Regions from separate parts of the Hordeum vulgare genome. Here region 2 is linked to region 1. A link is a contact called in public Hi-C data. All regions are on one chromosome and are shown on one strand. Each heading gives the region's core, a stretch centred on a gene start, on an enhancer-like site or on the middle of the called end of the contact. The rest is flanking DNA. Distances are from core to core; before and after follow the strand shown.

Region 1 (6,523 bases), core at 1,386-3,885:
TTTCCTGTTTTCTTTCTTTGTTTTTCAATTTGCTTTCATGATTATTTGATTTTCCAAAAAATCTTTAGAAAACTATAAAATGTTTGCATTTTTAAAATACTATTCCAAATATCATAAAATGTTCCTATTTTTCAAGAATTTGGAAAAATGTTCAGAGGTTCAAAAAATGTTCAAATGTTTAGGATTTTGGATAGCTTCTTTTCAAAAGAGATGTCTCCAAGAAAAAAAAACAGTGCAAAACTGTCGCTGTCGTCGGATCATACATCATATATTTTCTTCCTGAAGAGAATTCTTACTCACAAAACAATGCCTTTAACAAGGCCATTGTCAGGCACAACCAATTAAGATCAGACCTTAAATTTTCATCCTGCAAGATAAAATTTGAATTTCTCCAGTGCTATCGCTCCACGTACCATGCCGCTGCTTCAAGTCACAAAACACCATTACCGGTCCTGATATCCTGGTTGTCGTGACATTCTCCGCATCTAACTTCATCATAGAAGAACAAAGACATGCCCCATGATGGTAGCAAATAGCAGAGCTTCGCAACACCCCCTCTAAAACCAGACGGTAGAAAAACATGGGTGCGCGTGATCAAGTTTCATTCAATCGAGCAATCTCCAGGCATGAGCCGCCCAATGGAATTCACCTGCGGAGCCCTCCGAGACACACCGCTCCTGGCCAGAAGTAGACAGTAAGCAGATCTTCGTCTTGGTGCGGGAAAAACCGACCGTTTTGGCTCTTGAGAGCATATGCTTCCTGATAAATAGTAAATTCAAAGCAAATAATAAATACATTTTAGAAAATCTGAATTTTTGTGTGGATGTTTATTTTAGCCTAACAAGCGTGCTTTATTATTTTCATGCAAACAGGATAGCGGTACTTGGTCGGTAAAAAAACAAAATTAAATATAACATTTCCTGGTAACATTCGGCGTTTGATTTGTTTTTTTCGCCCAGCTCAAAATGCTTATGATTTTTCACTAAAAAATTGCAGGTAGAATTTGAGTATGACAAAGAGCACATCAACTTTTTTTACATTTACGAAAAACATTTTTAATGGGAAGGAACATATGCTCCCAAAACCCGAATTGGATTTCCTCTAAGACCGCCTCAAAAAAACAACAACATGACCAGAACGTCCACCGACGGCGTAGCGGACATCCCTATTTGACGCGCTTTACAGCAAAATGTCACAGTTTCGCGTAGGAAAATCCAGCGATTGTTAGAATTGGGCCGGCCCATTTAAGCGTCTTAGCATTTCGGGTTTTGGATACTTTCTAGAGGTTTTCATCCGGTTTTTTATTATTTTGAAAAACTTCTAAATGGTTTCTGAACAATTATTTTTTCTGTTCTATTTTTTCTCCTTTTTTCGATTTTCTGTTTATACTATTAACTGTTTATTTTATTTTCTTTCTTTGTTTTTCAATTTTCTTTTATGATTATTTTGTTGTCCATAAAATCTTTAGAAAGTTATAAATTGTTCGCATTTTAAAAAATACTATTCCAAATATCATAAAAGGTACCTGTTGTTCAGAAATTGAGAAAAATGTTCAGAGGTCCTAAAAATGTTCAAATATTCAGAAATTTGGACAGTGTCTTTTCAAAAAATAATCGAAATTCATTTTACCTATAGAATTTTTAAGTTTTCGAAAATGTTTCCATTTTTAGGTATCTAAAAATTGTTCGCATTTCCAAAATTGTTTTGGGATTTTCAAATTGCTCTTTACTTCGAATTTTCTTCTATAAATTCTGAAAATATCTTCTATTTTGATTTTTTTTGTCCCCATGTTAAATTGTTGGTCTTGTTTTTAAAGAAATATATCAAATTTAAAAACATTCGACATTTTTATTTTTTTGTTACCAGGTTTAATTTTTGTTCTTGAATTCACAAATTTGTTCTTTTAATTCAAAAATATTCGGGATTTTAATAAAAAAATCCTGTTCAATTTTGTTCTCTAGAATTGAAAAAATGTTCTGGATTTCAAGATTTATTCTTAATCTCAAAATTTTGTTCTCTAAATTAAAAAAAAAATTGGTTTTGGTTTTTTAATTCCCATGTTAAATTGTTGATCTCGATTTTAAAGAAAAATATATAAATTAAAAAATGTTCAGAATTTTTCATTTTTTGTTCCCATGATCAAATTTTGTTTTTGATTTAAAAATGTTGTTCTCTAAATTCATAAATATTTGCGATTTGAATAAAAAACCATGTTCAAATTTTGTTCTCTAAATTCAAAAAATCTTCGGGATTTCTATTTTTTGTGAAAAATTAAAATCTATTCATAAATTTGGAAAATTTGTTATGTTTGTCAAGACTGTTGGGAAGTACAAGTTTTTGCTTCATTTTTTGGAAATCTTTTCATGTTTGTTTTCAAGTGTTATGTTTTGCGGTTGTATTTAGGTCTTCTAGTATCATGTTGTACTTACATCAGTACAACTGGGAAGTCGCTCTGGCTAGCAGCACTAGCACAAATGAGTGGGATGGTGGCAGGTTTGAATCCCACCAACTCTACTTTTCCGCGTTCACCATTTTTCACCTCTCACCGTGTGGGCCGGCCTAGTTAGCGAGTCCCCTCTGCGTCGGGTTCTTATACGACGCAAAATGCGTCGTATAGGAGGTCCCCGCGCCGCCGTCTCCTCACCCATCTCCCGATAAAGGACACCAGGCCTTGACCGGCTGACGGCGCCGCCCTTGACCTACACCTGCGCTCCACCTCCTTCCATGAAGCACCGCCGAGAGCACCTTGTGCCCACCGTCGAGTGGATGGGACGGCTGCCGCCGCAGTCGCCGACAGCAGCGGCAGCAAGAGATCGCGGCTTGGGTGTAGACTAGGGTTCAGGGGTGAGGGGGCCTCCGGAGCGGCTCGGGAGATACTACTGTTGTTTACTCTGTCTGGTCACTGGTGGCTGGATTTGGCGTGGGCCTTCATGCCTTTTCGCATGACCCCTTGAGTGTGAGTTGAATTGACGATCGCCTATGATGAAGTTAGAGTCGTTGCTCAGAGTTTAGGGATGGCGGTGACACCTCTAGGGGAGGAGCGATGACGCCTGCGTGCTGTCTTGACAAGATCCTTTTTGGAATGGTGTGAGCGAGATTTTTTCTACGTGTCGTCCAGCGGTTGTGATAGTTTTCGCCCGGTTCTTAATAAATGAATTGGACAACTTGGTTTTCGCTCGATTTTTCTAAATTAATTGAACAAATCTTTTCTTCTTAATGAATGCAGGATAACTAACATTTCAAAAAAAAAAAAAATGTCTGAAGCAAAGGATGGTTTCACATCTATAAATCAACTATGTTTCTTACAAGGATATACATTCTTATGATTCTGAATTGACACCACAAACTGCTAGCGTTATCTGCAATTTGCATATCGGGCAGGAATGCTGAAGCATGGTGATGGGGAAGATCTGAAGAGAGGTGCCGTAATGCTGAGGAACAACGCGAAGAACATGACGAGGAGCTGTGCGGCTGTGCAGGGTGATGCTACCTGAGCTTCTGGGTTGCTCGATGCATCGTTTTTAGCCTGTCTTCTTTTGGTGGTTGTTTAGTTGGTACTGATTGGTCTGCTCCTGCGTGGGTGATACACACTTTTGCTCCTGTGCGAGTGTCTAAACTGTTGGTAGGATAGATGATGGTGTTGTCGAGTTTTCGTCCTGCAGCGGGTGTTTCTATGACGAGCACCTGCAGTGGGTTTCCTGGTGATGCGTTGAACTCTCTTCGGTGATGTGTTGAACTCGCTCTCCGTTCTCCCGTCTCCACCTTATTCTGCTTCTGAAGTGTTGTATTTCCGTTATTCAGTTAATGGAAGGGGGTTATGCCCGGTTAAAGAAAATGCATATTGGATGAGAGATGAATATCGAGCATGGGAAATATTCTTGTTCCCCTTTTGCACTCAAAAATATTACCTCCATTCGGAAATAACTGACGTGGTTTTAAGTTGAATTTGAACTAAAACCACGTCAGCTATTGCCAATGATTCTGTAATGTCCATTGCCAAGTGAAGGTACCATTGAGCAATAAATATACTATGTCCTACACGTTGAGCAACAATTTTCAGACTGGAAACAACATTTCAGCAGATCACGGTGCAGAGCCAAGCCAATACATGCTGACTATGTTTTCGCTGTGCTTCTGGTGAGGCTGTGTGGACCTGTTGCAAATGGGAGATCTGATTGCTACAGGGATGATGAAGTGGTATTCAGAACCCAGATCACAAGACAAAAAGAAAGAGACCAGCTCAGGACTTAATGTAAGTAAATGTTTTTTCTGCGACATCTGAATAACAACAATGGTGGTCGGGATATAGATTGGGGTGATAAAGTTGCGGTAATACTCTGCACAGAGATCCTGCCATCAGGGGACACAGTAGGGGCTTGGCAGTGTGAAATGATACAGTATCTTGGAAGTTTCTATATGCTCCTGTTATCATATGGTCTCTGTGATAGTACACGACACTATTAACCTTGCCTCAAACAGATACAGTTAAAGATGTTTCTTAATCACAACTGGTTAATACTCCAGACTCCAGAGTGATTTTTTTCAGGAACAGAGTAGTTGCTTTGTGCCAAAGCAGTTCAAGTTTTGCGAAACAATCTTCATCTTTGATGAGCTTCTAAACTCCAGATGGCAAGGTTCATGATCCTCTCCTTGAGGCATCACAAGTACACTTTCTGTGTCTTGCATAGTTGCATTGAGTTTTCTTATTGATACTGACAGGTCTGTTCCTCGCTAAACTGTCTGATCGCAGCAATTAGCCTAAACTCCTATGCTTAGCTACGTACAAGCGCAGTATCAGATCTCTCATCAGTGGTTGGACTTTGACCCTATGGAGCACATCATCACGGCGTGGAATTCACTACTGTTTTTTTTCTTTCAGGTTATTACTTTTATGATTCTGCGTTGCGGATGTGTTCCCCGATCGATCCCCATGTGCTCGATAAAGCCTTTGAGAGCCTGTATGATGATACGTGAGGTGAGGTGAAACAATGCTGGCCCTCCTACTGTGTTGGTCAGGACAGGTCCACACATTCCTTTCCCCTTTTTCCTTTATGTCTGTTTCCCCTTTGCATGATTCCTTCCGGCCCCTATCGGCTATCGTCTTGCCGCTGGGCTTTTTGCTAATTTCATGCGAGTCAAGATCTGTTCCCGGCAGTTTCGAAAAGAAAATAAATGGGCACTCCTTTCGTCTGGAAATACTTGTTTGAGAAATGGATGTATCTAGATGTATTTTAACTCTAAACACATTCATTTTTATTATTTTTGCGATAAATAATTTCGAACGGAGGGAGTATTTGTTGGCATGAAATAGGTTTGTGCATTGCCAGTGTTATCTAGCAAGTGTGTTGTTCCTCTTTGCGTAAACAAGAAGACAGGCGTGTTCTCCTTTCATCATGTTTGTGCGTCTGTAAATATCACCTGCCATGGTCTTTGTGCAACGATAATTCTTTGACCATCGATTGCTCCAGGACGATCTACATGCATCTCGGTTTGCCAGGAATTTCGTTTTTCTTTGTCTGACATTTTTCACTACTGCTGCATGATTTTACCGACCATTGGAAGGTACGTACTAGCTGTGGAATATTTTAGAGAATCTGAGATAAAGGGGATGGTCCTGTCTGTATTATACGTAGCAGGTAGTGTTCTTGTGTCCAGCATGTTCTTTCTTCACTAAACAATAGAATGTACAGTTGTTAGTTCAGTTATTATTCTACATGCTCATTGTCATTTGGCTTGTAGTTCACTGCCTATTCAGGCTGTTTGAAATCATCTTCACAATAGTCAAATGCACTACCTAACACTAATTCCGCAGTATGAATTGGAAAGATGCTAGGCTGACGCTCGTACGTACTAGTAGTGACATTTTACTACTCCCTCCGTCCTAAAATAAGTGTAGCTGCTTTAGTACAAATTTTATACTAACTTGATACTAAATTTGCGTTACTTATTTTAGGACAGAGGAAATAGATGTTTAGTTTTACTGTCTTGTGACGGGGACAAGGTGCTTGACCCTCTCGTGGCAGAGGCTTCTGAGTGTTGAAATTTCTTGAGAGATGGAACTTGAAAATAAAGGCCACACGACAGTAGGCTCTCTGGATGGACAAAGCACACCAATGGTTTATACAAAAAAGAAAAACAACGTCTCTCCACCATCATTGATGACCTTGACAAAATCGCTGAGACTTGCATTTTGTCGCAACAAGAGATTGAACAAAAAAATCAATCCAATGAGAAGATTGCAAGCCTTTTGGGAGAAGAGGAGATCAAATATTACCAACGATCCAAAGCCGACTTCATTTTGAAGGGAGATGATAATACACGATACTTTCAATTGGTTGGTGACATAGAAAGAAGTGTATTTTCTCTCTCCAACAAGATGAGGGACGGATCGAAAGTCAAACCGAGCTTAAAAGTTATATCGCTAAATAGTCTCGGTTCGGGGCACCAGAAGAAGGGAATCTTATCTTCGATGAGACCCGAACAGATGATATTCCACAAGTCTCGGCAGAAGAGAACAATATCC
Region 2 (6,502 bases), core at 2,246-4,745, 63 kb before region 1:
ACTTATGTGTGGTGGTTGATGTTGAAAAGCTACTTGAATAGGGTTATAGTCGGCTCAATGTGAAGGTAAACCTCACAAAGCACTTGGAACTGACAAATATTGGTCATGCAGTTTGGGCCAATGTCTTGGGGCCTGAGCTGGAAAAAGTGGAGTAAATCCCTGAATAATTTCAACCTGGGCGATCGAAAACCCGTGAGCAGATGATCACCAAAGATGACTATTTCCCCTTGTTTGGGTTGAGGAGAATTTTCTTCTTCAAGAACCCGCCACTCGATCTTGTTTTGAGCCAGCAGAAGCCCTTGGGCCACGAGCTCTTCTAGAGTGAGTTGTGATGCCCTAGATCTGACCCAACCGACAATTTTGATGGTTTTGGGGGGCATTGTGACTGATAGTACCGCTGCAAAGAAACAAGTCGCGAAGGAAAAAAATGCCGGAATACGAGGATCTTCACTGCATGTTGGAACATCTGGACTGTCAGAAATGCCAAGGTCTTTAACCAGGAGCAGCCAAAGTTCAGAAAATGGAGATCTGGCTTCATCCATGACATTTCCCTGTTAGCTCATAGGATTAAGGCTAGTTTCAGGGATGATCTCCTTAAATGGGTTTCCTTTTTGCCTCCTTGAGGTTTGTAGCCTTAGCTCCTCATCCCATTTGTACATTCTATTTTCTCCTTGTACATACTGCTCTTATATATGGGAATAAAAGAAAAAAGGTTGTGGGGGTTTTCCCTACAGTAGCCGGTAAAAAAAAAACTCACAAGACAAGCCGGTCAAAAGGGTGAAATATATTGAGCCGGTCATCTCACAAGCTATCAGCTAGAGCCGGTTAATGGGTGAAAACTTGAGATCCAGGGGACTTAGCGCAAATTTTTGAAGCAACAAACAACTTCCTATCGAAGTGGCAGAACAAATGGATCTAAATAATACACAAAAAGGAAGAAAAATATGCTCTTGATAGCAGAGCTACCAAAACAGAGCATCTACAAGGATTGAAGATAAATCTGCTATGGATCTACAAAAGTTGCGAGGCGACGACGGTGGTGAAATTACACCATACGATGGGTGAGAAGTGGTTATAGATCTATAACTATGACCTATGGAGCATGTGATGAAATGACGATGAACTATGGACAACTAGTGATGACCTAGGGCACTAATGGGGCTCACAGAGCTTGGAGCAGAGGAGAGTTGATGACGACCACTTTCTGGGAATATTGTGTTGTGATGAAGATGAACTCCGATGGCAACTGCGCAAGGGCGGAATCACCGGTGGAAGGGCGGCGCCGGCGAAGCTCGAGAGAAGCACTGGAGGCGAGAGGAAGAAGAGGAGATGAAAAGGTTAAACTAGAGGCTAGAGAGTCCATTTATAATAAGACGAGACGCGAAGCGGTGCAGTAAAAAATAGAACACACGCAATAATTTGCAGCTAACAAGACGCCTCGATTTCCCCGCCTGATGGGGATTTGGGCACTACTTGAAAAGATTCGCCATGATGACTTGATGGCGTGAGTGATTCGCGGGATGATGTCATGATAACAACGGTGATAAAATACAAAGCCCTAAACAAGGCAGATAACCCGGCAAAATGTTGACCCAGGCGAAGTTTTTCTCAAGAAGAAGATTACCGACTCAAAATTGAAGATGACTTAAACCTTCGCCTTTGAGGTTCTTTCTTTTTTAGGACGAAGTTTAACATGGATAAATCCAAATTAAACTAGGGGATAATGTTGTGGATATACCCCATGGGTTGACCCGCCCAACAGGTAACCCGCCTCGGTTATAACTTGGGCTGAAGGCCCTTAAACACGAAGGACCAGGAGGCGGCTTAGACGAAGAGGCCGGCTCATGGTCCATCACGTGGCGGGACGACTCATGAGGAAAGACATGAAGATTCTCCCTCACCCAAGTGAGTAGGAGGAATAAGTCATGAGTTGTAATACGACCTGGACACTGTTGTAATCTCAGGGCCTCCAACTATATATATATATAAAGGGGAGCACGTGAGGTAGAAAGGATAAGTTAGAAACCCTTGAGAGCTACATAGCAATTGTGCACCCTTGTAATCGAGAGCATCATCAATAAACATCGAATACAGGACGTGAGCTTTTACCTCCATTGAAGGGGTAGAACTTGGGTAAACCCGCATCTCTCGATTTCGATCAACCCCGTTCAAGCCGCCACTTAGGTGAGATGGCCTCACACGTAAGTCTTTTCACGAGCACATCCGTGACAAAACCACGACTCGTATCGTTTTCACTTGAGCGTTTTACCCATTCACGAAGGTTTATTACTGTTTCTGTATCTACCATATTTTCAGTACTAAGCCATGTTTTGCTTTCACTAGGATATCTTACAGCTCACACATTTTTGGTTCCGTTTCAATTTTCGTCGAGTGTTCAACATAAAAACATGTTTCGTTTTCACTATAATGTCTTTTCCATTAAAGAATTTCTCGTCTCTGTTTCCGATGGGTGTTCAAAATGAAAACATGTTCTGTTCCCCATTAGAGTGTTTTATCCATTCACAAATTTCTCGTTCCCATTTCTGTCTTCGCCGTGCGTTCAACACAAAAACACGTTTTGTTTCCACCAGATTGTTGTATCCATTAACGAATTTCTCGTTTCCATTTCTGTTTCTGCCGTGTGTTCAACATGAAGACATGTTTCGATTTCCCTAGAGTGGTTCTTTCATTCACTTAATTTTTGTTTCCGTTCTTTGTTTCGGTGAGCTGTTCTGCATGAAAACATGTCCCGTTTCCATTAGAACCTTTTCAATTCAAGATATTTTTTCATTTTGGTTTTGGTTTTTGACAGGTGTTTAACATGCATCAGTAACCTACACATAATCTTAGGAAGGTAAGAACCGAAGGAACATAAATTATGAATCAATAAAAGTTTAGGCACATATTTACCTTTTCTTGCATCTGTAATGATAATTTATACATACATACTTCCTCCATTCCTATATATAAGTCTTTTTTAAATATTTTACTAGGGGACTACAAAAAAACAAAATAAATAAATCTACGTTCTAAAGTATGTCTATGTACATACATATATAATCCTTTTATGAAAACTTTTAAAATAATTTATATTTAAAAACGGAGGAAATAGTTTACATACGCATGTATTTGCGAAAGAAACCATTTTTTGAGGCTGTAATTCCAAATACTGGCTCCCATGGACTCCGGGATTCAAAACGCTTTTGGGTGGCTAACCTATTTTTCACGCTTTCACCAGCTCCAAAACTGCGAGTAATACCACCGAGGGGTAAAATACAAAACAAGGGTCCATCAAGCAGGAAAAACACCCCCAAACACATTTCTGCGGCCGAGAATCAAGGGGGGCGGTTTGGAAAATGCGGCGCTCACAGGGTGGAATACAGAAAGCCGCCTCGCCTCGGGGTTGCTATCGCCACATCTCCGGCTTTGACCAGTGCCCACCCGACCCTGCTGCCGCTTCTTCTTACTCCATCCCTCCTCTCTCACCTCCATTCTTTACTTTTCTCCCCCCCCTCTCGGCAGCTCCTCCTGCTATATCCTTCCTCGCCCCACCATTCGCTCTCCTCGTCTGCACCCCGCCGTCCTCCCTCCCCTCCCCTCCCTTCCCAGACGCCCGAGGGACGAGCGGGCGAGCCCCCTCCCACTCGCAGGCGCCGGAACGGCCCAGTCAGGTCCCGCCGCGGAGCGTTCGGTCCAGGTACGATCTTGGTTCCTCATCTCCATCTTCGCTCCGTTCGCTGCGGCTGCTCTTCGGCCCCTTGTCGTCGGCCATGCCCCTGGATCTCTCCCCATTGGGCCGGCTCAAAGGCGCCGCTAGCACGTTTGACCGTTTCCTCGCCCGCGCCCCTCGCATTGTAGATTCCGGGGGACGGAGGCTCGGGATTCGGCGTGCATGCTGATTTCAGAGCGAGAAATGCGACGCCTTTGAGCGTCCCGGTGACACCCCCTTGGCGATTTTCAGCCCGCCGGCCATGAGCTGCGGCTCATTAGCCATTACGACCGCGTGCTGGTCAAATGTCCCGGTTAATCCGGGGCGGCTGGTTCTTGGCTGGGTTTGGTGGGGTCAATTACCTAGCTGAGCGTGGTTGCTTATTTTAGCCGGTCTCTTGACCCAGTTTGTTATTTGGCCAGATTAGGTGAGAGCTCTGACCATTCAACTCCGTTCCTTTCGAGTTGGTGCCTGGTGGCAGTAGCTGCTGCTGCTGCTGCTGTGGGCATGCGCAATTTCTGCGAAACCTGCATCGGGGACGAAATTAATAATGGACGGTGTTTGGAAATTGAATGTGGCGTCTATGGACCAATGCGTCGAACCAGCCAGGCCACGTAGTATCTCTCTCTGGTCCTGGCTGGTGCCTGGGTAGATCAGTTCTTGGGACGGTAGAAGTAACATGATCTACTTGTTGTACAGTACTTGACGAAAAGAAACCATAGCTAAGTTGGCTGCTCGTGCAAGCTCTTGCTTGGTGCCTTTTTGCAGCCTAGGCGTACTGGATTTATCTTTAAGCAACACAGTTGCGGTACACCACAACTTTTCTGTGTGTGTGTGTGTTGCCAACTGCTAACCGCTGTAATGCAATGCAGGACCAGTTACTTTTGCTATATAAAAGCTAATTCATCAATCTATTTCAAATTCTGCAGCATCTTTTCCTCGGTGTGCATATGATGGGCTGCTTCACTGGCCTGAGGTCCAAGAAGAAGAAGAGCCCTCTTGTTGCAAGCAAGAAGCAGGGCGATGCAAGGGATACATCCCTTAGACTTCCAGAGCCCGAAGCTCATGTGCCATCTTTGCAGTCAGCGCCTCCTAGTTTCAGGGACAGGGCAAAGATCTGCCAATCGGCCAATAAAGTCTCTTACAGCAGGGCACGTGTGCTGTCTGCTCCCTCGAGCCTGATTCTGGTTGATCAGGATGGCCTTCCATATGCTGAGTTCGATGATCAGGATGACTCTAGGGGCAAGGGAGGAGCTATTAAGGCGCATCGTTTTTCAAATCCGCTGCCGCTTCCTCTTCCCTCACCAGAAGGCAGTTCTTTGAGGAACTTTGGTAGCTTCAAGGCTATCAATGCAAGTGGGCCACTTGAAGTTTCAGGTCCTCTCCCACTGCCTCCAAAGAGGTCCGAGGGGCTTAAGAACTTCTCGTACGATGAGATTTCCACTGCTTGCCAGTGGTTTTCTGGCGATCATCGTGTCTCAGAAACTCTGACTTCGACATCATACAAGGCATTGTTCAGGGATGATTTCGTTGAACCAAAGAAGATGGAAGCAATAGTAGCCAGGTTACTCCCTTCCAATCAGGTACTGTTCTCTATCAAGTTTCATGGTTATACTTTCCCTTCTTATTTTGGATGTTAAGGTCAGGGGTTGCAAATAGCTTTGCTAGATCAATTATGAGCCATGGAGATTTCCCTCATAGTTTTGCTAGTCTGGCCTGTTCGCCAACTCACTTTCTGGCATGCCTACTATTTTTCTTCTTTCCATGTGATGACTTGGAGAAATTTGCCTATCCAATATGGATGTATCACGTTTGCAGTATCTGTTCTGTTTACAAAGCTGAACTTAGGCTAGCGTTGCCTGCTGTTTACATCTAGGCATGTGACCTATGCTTATTGATGCAACTCTGCCCCCTGTAGAAAAAGGCTGATTTTAATTTTGTAAATACAACTTAGGAGCATAACATCGGTGGGTTAGGTAGCACGCTTTGAAGGCAGACAATGTGTTTGATCGTCCTTGTTCTCTTCACTATGAGATATTTGTAACCCTTCATGATCAATCTTGGCTTTATCACTTGTGAGCTGTTCATTCACTAGCAATGTTCTTTTGGGAGGTGGTGTTTCATGCTTTCTCTTGCAAGCGATTTAGTGGAGATTTACTTTCTCCAAGGTATGCCTTTGCCTAATGATCCTTGGTAATGTCCGGTCCAGCTTTACTGGATGTCAACATTTAAGGAATCTCCAAAAAAATTAGTACTCTGAGATTGTCGGTTAGACCTTCTAGATAACTGGACACCTTTCACCATTTTAGAGAAATTGCCACGTACGTGCCATGGCTACTATGTTTCTTGGACCATCCTGTTGTAATATTTGAAATTTGACTAATGAGGCACTGATGCAATATATTTTTCACCACTCTGCAGAGTTTCAAAGAATTTAAGGCACAAGTAAATACGTTGGCATCACTTCAACATCCCAATTTATGTAAACTCATCGGCTATCACGCAAGAGAAGAATCTAATGAAAGGATGTTGGTCTATGAGCGGCTCCATCATGGCAGTTTAGACAGGTTACTCTTTGGAAGACCGGAAGGTCGTTTCATGGACTGGTCTACACGTTTGAAGGTTGCCCTTGGTGCTGCTAAAGGTCTAGCTTTCCTACACGATGAAGGACCCTTTCAGGTAACTTGATCCAAACCCTTTGACACGACCAAGAAGTTATGGTGTGAAGTTACCATGTTCTGTTGCACTTTGTTTGATAGTTATTTCTTACATATTTTAACATGCATTTCTATT

The links. A called contact is a pair of places that touch in the nucleus more often than the background predicts.
Region 2: a Hi-C map of leaf shows a contact between it and region 1, with 7 times the contacts expected there. The contact joins the promoter of LOC123444724 here to the enhancer-like site in region 1. A contact is called at or near these places in 3 of 6 Hi-C or Micro-C datasets (leaf and seedling).

What each region holds. Positions count from the first base shown.
Region 1 is chr3H:530,223,058-530,229,580 of MorexV3_pseudomolecules_assembly, reverse strand. No RefSeq gene overlaps it. Among protein-coding and RNA genes, the nearest start is that of LOC123444724, 64 kb to the left of the region's middle. Within about 2 kb of position 2,635, at least 3 of the 3 cell types and tissues checked have open chromatin away from gene starts, as enhancers often do. A contact at or near this core is called in leaf and seedling, where this site is marked.
Region 2 is chr3H:530,287,173-530,293,674 of MorexV3_pseudomolecules_assembly, reverse strand. LOC123444724 (probable serine/threonine-protein kinase PBL1) reads left to right here and starts at 3,495. Exons shown (of 5, transcript XM_045121543.1): 1 at 3,495-3,697; 2 at 4,639-5,292; 3 at 6,131-6,388. The coding sequence starts at 4,660.